Linked DNA regions of Mus musculus: region 2 is linked to region 1. A link is a contact called in public HiChIP or PLAC-seq data. All regions are on one chromosome and are shown on one strand. Each heading gives the region's core, a stretch centred on a gene start, on an enhancer-like site or on the middle of the called end of the contact. The rest is flanking DNA. Distances are from core to core; before and after follow the strand shown. Region 1 overlaps Mast1 (microtubule associated serine/threonine kinase 1). Region 2 holds the start of Rnaseh2a (ribonuclease H2, large subunit).

Region 1 (4,393 bases), core at 427-2,926:
CTTTCTTTCTTTCTTTCTTTCTTTCTTTCTTTCTTTCTTTCTTTCTTTTTATGGTTTTCCGACACAGGGTTTGTAGCTCTGGCTGTCCTGGAACTCACTTTGTAGACCAGGCTGGCCTCAAATTCAGAAATCCGCCTGCCTCTGCCTCCCGAGTGCTGGGATTAAAGGCTTGCGCCACCACGCCCAGCTGTTTTAATTCTTTTTTTTTTTAAAGATTTATTTATTTATTATATGTAAGTACACTGTAGCTGTCTTCAGACACTTCAGAAGAGGGCGTCAGATCTTGTTACAAATGGTTGTGAGCCACCATGTGGTTGCTGGGATTTGAACTCTGGACCTTCAGAAGAGCAGTCGGGTGCTCTTACCCACTGAGCCATCTCACCAGCCCCGGCTCTTTTAATTCTTAATTAAGTTATAATTCCTATTATTATGCAAACACCCCCACTCTATATGTGTCTTCTCATCCATTTGTTTATTGAAGCAATTCTTTCTTTACATTCTTTTCCTTCTCTGCTCATCTATGCATTATCCATCCAATTCTTCTCCTCCCCCCTCCCATGCATACGCGTGCGCACGTACTCTCTCTTCCTGAAATAGTCCATCTCCTTCCTCAGTGTCCACGTAGCTGAGAATTCAGGTGTGCAGCTTCATTCATTTCTTCCTTCCACTTTCTGTTTGTTCCTCCATAATTGCTTTTTGTGGGGTGCTGGGGATGGAACCCATAACCCTAGTGCTTCACTGGGGGATTCTAGGCAGTGGCTCTCCTCTGAGTCACATCCCCAGGCAGAGACAGTTCCAGGCCAGCTTCAGTTATAATTTAGTTAACAGTAAATATTATTATAAGTAGAATATTACAGATAAAGTTAATTAAATGATTACAATACCAACTAACTAAAGCTCATTGTTTACATTATCATTCACACTTTACATTTTACTTTTTTTTTTTCCATCTTAAGGTATGGCTGAGCCATGTTGGAATTCACACTCAAGGCCTTTTGTGTGCTTGGCTTCAGCCCCAGCCATTTTATCTATCTTTTTCTATCTTGTGTAGCAAGGAAACATAGGAACTTATATGCTATGCCGCCTTTAGGAATGGCTGCATCTAGGTGCTCTTACCAAGCTATTGGCTGTCACATAGCACTGCTTTCTCACATGACATGCCTGTTCCCTTCTGATGCACCACAGTGTAGCTGCTCCCTCTGGATGCACCATAGAGTAGCAAGGCTGCCGTCCATCCGATTGCACACTATGTTTAATGCTCATGTGAAAGGGCACAAACCTGTTGCATATTGACCTAGGTGGTTTGCCTTGAGTGACATCTACCCCTGTAAGAAAAGAAAAGAGCGGGTATCAGGCAAACTAAACTACGAATGTTGGACAGTGCCCTGGTTCAGTAGTAAAGCACCTATCTAGAATCCACTGAGGAGGGGGAGGGGGTGTGGCTCCACGCTGGAATTATCTCTGAGTATGCACAAGGGCCTGGATCCCATTTGCAGCTAAATAACATGTGGCTCACACTCCTCCTGGGTGGAAGCCAGCAACCCACACTTAAAAACCCTTGACCCTCAAGGATCAGTTGTCAAGAGGCCAAGAGTCATGCTTTCTTTGACTCTAAACAAAACTCACTATCATCAACTTCCTGTGTGACCAGACTTCTCTCTGAGTCCTTATGAAGTAAGTGGGTTGGACATGCCAATTTCAGAGGGTGACTAATAACATGAGGTAAGCCTAGGAGAATGCGGCTCTTTCTGAGACTTGGAAAGGCTCCCATTTCTAGTTTTCCCCTTCTGCAAAATGGGTACAAGGGAAGTAGAGAAACAGTGAATGTTGTGTGCCTGGCTTTGGGTATGGAAGTAACTCTCTCTTTACCTGAATCTCTTCCCTGGCTCTCAGGTGGTGACTGTGCCACTCTCCTCAAGAACATTGGGGCACTGCCTGTGGAGATGGCGCGAATGTATTTTGCAGAAACAGTTCTAGCCCTTGAGTACTTACACAATTATGGCATCGTGCACCGTGACCTCAAGCCAGACAAGTGAGCTTTGGCCTTCTTTATTCCTCTCCCATTGTTCCTTGGAAGACCCAGGGGTGAAGGGCAAGGATCTCACTTCTGAAACCTGCTCTGTGTCCTTGTCCCTGAAGCCTCCTCATTACTTCCATGGGCCACATCAAGCTCACGGATTTTGGCCTCTCCAAGATGGGACTCATGAGCCTGACCACCAACTTATATGAGGGGCACATTGAGAAGGATGCCCGGGAGTTCCTGGACAAACAGGTGTGTGGCGGGCATGGGAGTCACCAAGGGTGGAGTGACCTGGAAGGACCTCAGGGGCCCAGGGCCTGGTGGGAGGGCACAGCTCTCCCTTGAGGCCCCTTCTGTGGCCAGGGCACAGGCTGACCACCTGCCCCCAGGTGTGTGGGACCCCAGAGTACATCGCACCCGAGGTCATCCTGCGCCAGGGCTACGGCAAGCCAGTGGACTGGTGGGCTATGGGGATCATTCTCTACGAGTTCCTGGTGGGCTGTGTGCCTTTCTTCGGGGATACCCCAGAAGAGCTCTTTGGACAGGTCATCAGCGGTACGTGACTCCTAGGTGGGAGGTGGGACTATGAAAAGATGGGCAGCCTGAGGCGACCTCAGCTTCATTTTTCTTTGCAGATGACATACTGTGGCCTGAAGGGGACGAGGCCCTGCCCACAGATGCACAGCTTCTAATATCTAGCCTCTTGCAGACCAACCCCCTGGTCCGGCTTGGGGCAGGTAAGAGGCCTTCTGCAAAGACAGCTGAGATGGGAGCAGGTTGCTGTCCCAGCTTGAGCTGAGGCCTGGGGCAGTAATTGGGCTTGGTGTGCTGGGCAGGCGCTGGGTACCTTTCTCATCTTCTGTCCATAGGTGGTGCTTTTGAGGTGAAGCAGCATAGTTTCTTCCGAGACCTGGACTGGACAGGGCTACTGCGGCAGAAGGCGGAGTTCATCCCCCACCTAGAGTCAGAAGATGACACCAGCTACTTTGACAGTGAGTTGGGGGTAGGGAGAGACACAATGCCAGGTCCGAGTATAGAATGGGATCCAAAGAGAGGGCCCACAGTGAGGACTGGGATGGAGCCTGGCTAAGGGTATGTGGGGATAAAAAGGCTGACACTGGTCAGGCCAGGTGGTACAGGCCTGTCATCCCAGAGACTAAGAAGTCATGGCTTTCTATACTACACAGAGAAGTCAAGGCCAGCCTAAGCAACTTAGTGGGACCCCATTTTAAAATAAAAAGTGAGTCTGGATATTGTGGCTGATGCCTGCTATCCCAGCACTTGGGAGGAATTCAAGGTCAGCCTCAAGTACCTAACAAGTTCAAGGCTGCCTTGGTTATAGTAAAGTGTTTTAAAGTTGGGCATGGTGGTACATGACTTTAATCCCAGCCCTTGGAAAACAGATGCAGGCATATCTCTCTGAGCTCCAGGCTGAGACTCTGTCAAAATGGGTGTTGGTGCTGGAGAGCTGGCTGCTCTTTCTAGAAGATCTGGGTTTCATTTCCTAGCATTCACCTTCTCAGTCACAAACACAGTTCTAGAGGACCCAACACTCACTCCCAACCATCATGGACATGCGGCATGAGAGTGGCACAGAGTTACACACAGGCAGAACATGCACACACTTTAAAACAATATAGAAATAACAAAAGCCGTAAAGAAGGTTTAGTTCAAGAGCCCTTGCTGCTCTCGGGATGATACAGACTCTGTTCCCATGCTAGAGGGTGGAGGTTGAGTGTGAGCAGGGGGTATTCAAAAACATCTGTAACTGCAGATTCAGAGGACCCAGTGCCTCACTCTCCCCAGACACCTATACTCAAGCTGTGTTCTGGTGTGTGCACACAGGCACGCATGCATGTGCACACACACACACACACACACACACACACACGCACAGATACACCATTTATACAATTAAAAAGAAAAAGTAAAGAGGGAAGCTGGTTAGGGATACAGCCCAGGGTTAGTGCTTGCTTAGTATGGGAGAGAACCTGGTTTCAAGTCTCAGTAAGGTTGAAAAAAAAAAAAAAGATAAGAGACAACACCCAAACTGACTGCCTTTGGGAACAATGATGCTTGTGCTAAGAACCAGACAAGGATGAGCTTGGCATGTTGGTACACCCCTTTAATCCCAGCACTCGGGAGGCAGAGGCAGGCAGATCTCTGAGTTCAAGGCCAGCCTGGTCTACAGAGTGAGTTCCAGGACAGCCAGGGCTACACAAAAAAACCCTGTTTCAAAAAAACAACCAACCAACAAAAAAACCCAAAAGCACTGAGCAAGGACTTCGGTAGGGGACAGGGGTGGAGGCTCAACGTGAGAGAACTATCATGTTGGGCCTTGGCTTTTGTTAGATGATAGGACTATGACCAAGA
Region 2 (4,232 bases), core at 190-2,689, 44 kb before region 1:
AGAATGAGTCCCAGAGTTCCAGGACGGCCAAGGATTCACAGATAAACCCTGTCTTGAAAAATAAAAACAAACAGCAGGAAGAGAAGGAACTGAGGTGGTGGCTGGTTTGAGGTGAGTACTAGGGCCCAAAGTCTGAAGCTTCAGGTTGGCTGGGGAGCAGGCACCTGACTTCAGACACAGGAGCTTTTCCGACAGCCATGGGACAAAGCAGGAAACGCTGGAAGGAGAAAGCCCTGTTGGAGGTTCAGGCCTGTGACTCAGGCACTCCTGAGGCAGGAGAATCAAGAATTCAAGATCAACCCAGGCGATATTTAATAATATTTAAGGCTATGTTTAATTTAATATTTTAGGCTATTTAATGCTACATGAGACCCTGTCTTAAAAAACAAAACAACCCCCCCCCAAAAAAAAAACTTGGTGGCAAGCAGAAGCATGTGATAGAGGAATGATGGGCGTGTGTCTCATTGACCAAGAAGACAATAGAGTGTGCTCGGAGTGGCTAAGGAGTCCGGGAGATGGGAGCTTCCTAAAATAAGGGATAGCAGAAGAGAGGAGGGATGGGGGAAGGGAGGGAAGATACCTGCCTGATGGGTGCAGAGCCTAAACAGGAAGCAGCTGGGGCCCGGCATCTCCCACAGTGGTACAGAAGGCTTTCTTTCAGAAAGATGATAAGGGACAGGTCCTAGAGGCAGCAGTGTCCTGGAGAGCCATTAACTTCAGGAAATGTGAGTCAGAAGGCCTCAGCCTTGTGGAATCTGGGACACTCAGTACTAGGAGCGGAGGTTCTGTGCAGCGTGGTGGGGAGGGAAGGTGGGTGTAGCTCTGTGAGTTCAAGGCCAATTTATGTAGCAAATTCTGGGTCAGCTAGAGAGACACAGTGAGACTCTCCCCCCACTGCCCCCACCCCCCAAACAAATAGAGAGACAGAGACAGATAGCCATTACAAACATGAATGGAGGTAGTAGGAGACCGGGACCCGGTGAGACCAGTGTTCCGCCTGTGCAATGATATTTGATCTTGTAAACCTCCAAAAAATATCAGTTGAGTGAGGGTTGGTAATTCCAGCATAGGAAATGGAGGTAGGAGGATTATGGATAGAAAGTCATCCCAGGCTACATAGTGACTTCAAGGTTGACCAGCCGGGCTTTATTAGTTGTCTCGAAAGAAACAAACCAAACAATCTGCTTAACTACATCTTAATTTCCTCGTTATTTCTCTCTGTACCAGTCACTGAGGGCCAGGCTCCAGCAGCAACGGGGCGGAGCTTGCAAAGTGACCCTGCCCACCCTCCATTACAAACCACGCCCTTGGAGATAGTCCTCAAAGACTACAATTCCCAGGAGAGAAGAGCAGACCAGCGGCGACAGCAGCGCGTGCGTAAACGACCACGCCGGAGGGCGCATCGAGGGCGGATCCTGCGAGCCGATTGGTCAGCATCAAGAGCCACTGCAGTTTTCGCGGAAAACGCGCGCTGGGACCTGCGCTTGCAGTGTTGTTTTCTACAATTGTTGGCTGTCGCAGAGGCAGCATGGATCTCAGCGAGCTGGAGAGGGACAATACGGGTCGTTGTCGTCTGAGTTCTCCTGTACCTGCTGTGTGTCTCAAGGAGCCGTGCGTTCTGGGCGTGGATGAAGCGGGCCGAGGCCCTGTGCTTGGTGCGCTTCCAGGGCCGCGGGCTGGGAGGCGCGTGGGTGAAAGGGGTGCAGTTTTCAGGGAAACCGGAGTGAGGATCATGCTGGGCCTTGGGATCCGGAAGCGATAGTGGGATGGCCTTGGGCCGTGGTGATGATGGCGCAAGGTGGCTTTTACGTACTGTACTCTCTGGTGGGAACCCTGCTCTCAGAACTCTTGACTTGTCCTCTTCCTACCAAGGTCCCATGGTCTACGCCATCTGTTACTGCCCCCTGTCTCGCTTGGCAGATCTGGAGGCCCTGAAAGTGGCAGGTGAGCCTGTGCAGAATGTCTGCACTCTGGGTTCCTGGGTATGTGCAGGGGGGCAGGAGAGATACAGAGGGGAAAGCGGAATCGGGAAACAACCACTTGTCCCCTTTTCTTTTAACTTTCTTCCCAGACTCTAAGACCTTGACAGAGAACGAGCGGGAGAGGCTCTTTGCGAAAATGGAGGAGGATGGAGACTTTGTGGGTTGGGCTTTGGACGTCCTGTCTCCAAACCTGATCTCTACCAGCATGCTTGGGCGGTGAGGCGTCCCTTCATGAGTGGGGGGAAGAGCAACCAACACAGGCAGGCTGCGTCCTGCCTTTGCAATGGTGTGGACTAAACTCTGTCCTTTACCAGAGTCAAGTACAACCTCAACTCCCTGTCACACGATACAGCTGCGGGGCTGATACAGTACGCACTGGACCAGAATGTGAATGTCACTCAGGTGAGCTGTTGGGTTACAGCCCTTTGGTCACCTTCTGATAAAAGGGACTTTAAAAAGTTGAAGTTGGGTCTGTATTAGTGATAGATTGTTAGTCTAGCATGCATGAAGTCCTGCTTCCATCCCAGCACTGCATAAAGTCAGAGTCGTAACACTTAGGAAATGGAGGCAGGAACATGAAGAGTTTATGGCCACCCTTGGATAAAAAGTGAGTTGAGGGCTGGTGAGATGGCTCAGTGGGTAAGAGCACCCGACTGCTCTTCCGAAGGTCCAGAGTTCAAATCCCAGCAACCACATGGTGGCTCACAACCATCCGTAATGAGATCTGACTCCCTCTTCTGGTGTGTCTGAAGACAGTACTTACATATAATAAATAAATAAATCTTTAAAAAAAAAAAAAAAGTGAGTTGAATGTCAGCCCAGGCTACCTCCAGCCTGAACCCTGTTTTTTTTTTGGATCCGTAGCATCCAAAGGTAAAGCCAGGCAAAGCAACAGAAACCTGTCACCTCAGTGCTAGGAGTGAGGGGACAGGAAGATCATGGGTCTGGATAGCTGACCAGTCCACCAGCTGAATTGTTGGGTTCCAGGGTTAGTGCAAGACCTTGTCTCCAAAAAAAAAAAAAGTGGGTCTAGAAAGATGAGAGCTTTGGTCTGCTTGCCTGTCTCTGTGTCTCTGTCTCTGTCTGTCTGTCTTTCTTTCTTTCTTTCTTTCTTTCTTTCTTTCTTTCTTTTCTTGCTCCAGAGCACCTGGGTTGGATTCGCAGCATCCACTGGGTGACTCAGAACAGCCTTACCTCCTGTTCTAGGACATCCTATTGCCTCTTCTGGTCTCCTCAAGTAATACACCCGTACACACAAGTAATACGCCCATACACACACAAGTAATATACCCGTATACACAAGTAAAAGATTTATTTATTATGTATACAGCATTCTGCCTGCGTGTATGACTGCAGACCAGAAGAGGGCATCAGATCTCATTACTGATGGTTGTGAGCCACCATGTGGTTACTGGAAATTGAACTCAGAACCTTAACCTCTGAGCCATCTCTCCAGTCCTTAAAATTCTATATGTTTATATATGGGTATTTTGCTTGCATGTGTGTCTATGCACCACATGAGTTCCTGGTGCCCACAGAAGCTAGAAAAAGGTGTGGGATCCCCTGGAACTGGAGTTATAGACAGTTATGAGCCATGATATGGGTGCTGGGAACTGAATCTGGGTCCTCTAGAAGAGTGCTCTTAACCTCAGCCATTTCTCTAGCCCTGTTAAAGTTAAAAAAAAATTTTTTTTTAATCAGTTGGAATGGCCTAGCTTGGTAGCACATACATTTTTTTTCTTTCTTTCTCTCTTTCTTTCTTTCTTTCTTTTTCTTTCTTCCTTCCTTTCTTTCTTTCCTCTCTTTCTCTCTCTCTCTCTTTCTTTTTCTTTTTTTTTTTTTTTTTTTTTTTTTTGGTTTTTCGAGAGACAGGGTTTCTCTGTGTAGCCCTGGCTGTCCTGGAACTCACTTTGTAGACCAGGCTGGCCTTGAACTCAGAAATTCGCCTGCCTCTGCCTCCCAAGTGCTGGGATTAAAGGCATGTGCCACCACCACCCAGCTTCTTTTTTCTTTCTGTGTATGCGTGCTCTATTTGTATGTATGTCTATTTGCCAGAAGAGAACATTGGATCCCATTACAGATGGTTGTGAGCCACCATGTGGTTGCTGAGAATTGAACTCAGGATCTCTGGAAGAGCAGCCAGTGCTCTTAACCACTGAGCCATCTCTCAAGTCCTGATAACTCATACCTTTAATCCCAGTTTCTTGTTAATAGTTTAATTTTATTTTTGACACAGGCCGTATTATCTCT

What was found. HiChIP or PLAC-seq counts read pairs in DNA pulled down with a chosen protein or histone mark.
Region 2: a contact with region 1 is called in an H3K4me3 HiChIP or PLAC-seq map of bone marrow-derived macrophages, with 4 times the contacts expected there. The contact joins the promoter of Rnaseh2a here to the enhancer-like site in region 1. A contact is called at or near these places in 8 of 39 promoter capture datasets (cranial neural crest, embryonic stem cells, fetal liver and 4 more), 6 of 15 datasets of contacts at CTCF or cohesin (CD8 T cells, the G1E-ER4 cell line, the NIH/3T3 cell line and 2 more), 116 of 484 Hi-C or Micro-C datasets (8-cell embryo, the AML12 cell line, B cells and 72 more), 24 of 115 datasets of contacts at active chromatin or transcription factors (the 230-238 cell line, the NIH/3T3 cell line, the SCID.adh cell line and 16 more) and 4 of 9 other capture datasets (adipose tissue, embryonic stem cells, liver and 1 more).

The regions. Positions count from the first base shown.
Region 1 is chr8:84,918,979-84,923,371 of GRCm38.p6, reverse strand. Mast1 (microtubule associated serine/threonine kinase 1) reads left to right here. Exons shown (of 26, transcript NM_019945.2): 13 at 1,894-2,032; 14 at 2,140-2,272; 15 at 2,410-2,575; 16 at 2,656-2,757; 17 at 2,890-3,012. It overlaps Gm38426 (predicted gene, 38426), which reads right to left. Exons shown (of 3, transcript NR_103491.1): 2 at 2,868-2,978; 3 at 457-1,325. Among named protein-coding and RNA genes, the nearest start is that of Gm38426, 7.8 kb to the right of the region's middle. Within about 2 kb of position 1,676, at least 10 of the 459 cell types and tissues checked have an H3K27ac peak or open chromatin away from gene starts, as enhancers often do. A contact at or near this core is called in bone marrow-derived macrophages, where this site is marked.
Region 2 is chr8:84,963,283-84,967,514 of GRCm38.p6, reverse strand. It overlaps Rnaseh2a (ribonuclease H2, large subunit), which reads left to right and starts at 1,439. Exons shown (of 8, transcript NM_027187.4): 1 at 1,439-1,655; 2 at 1,873-1,944; 3 at 2,072-2,198; 4 at 2,297-2,384. The coding sequence starts at 1,529.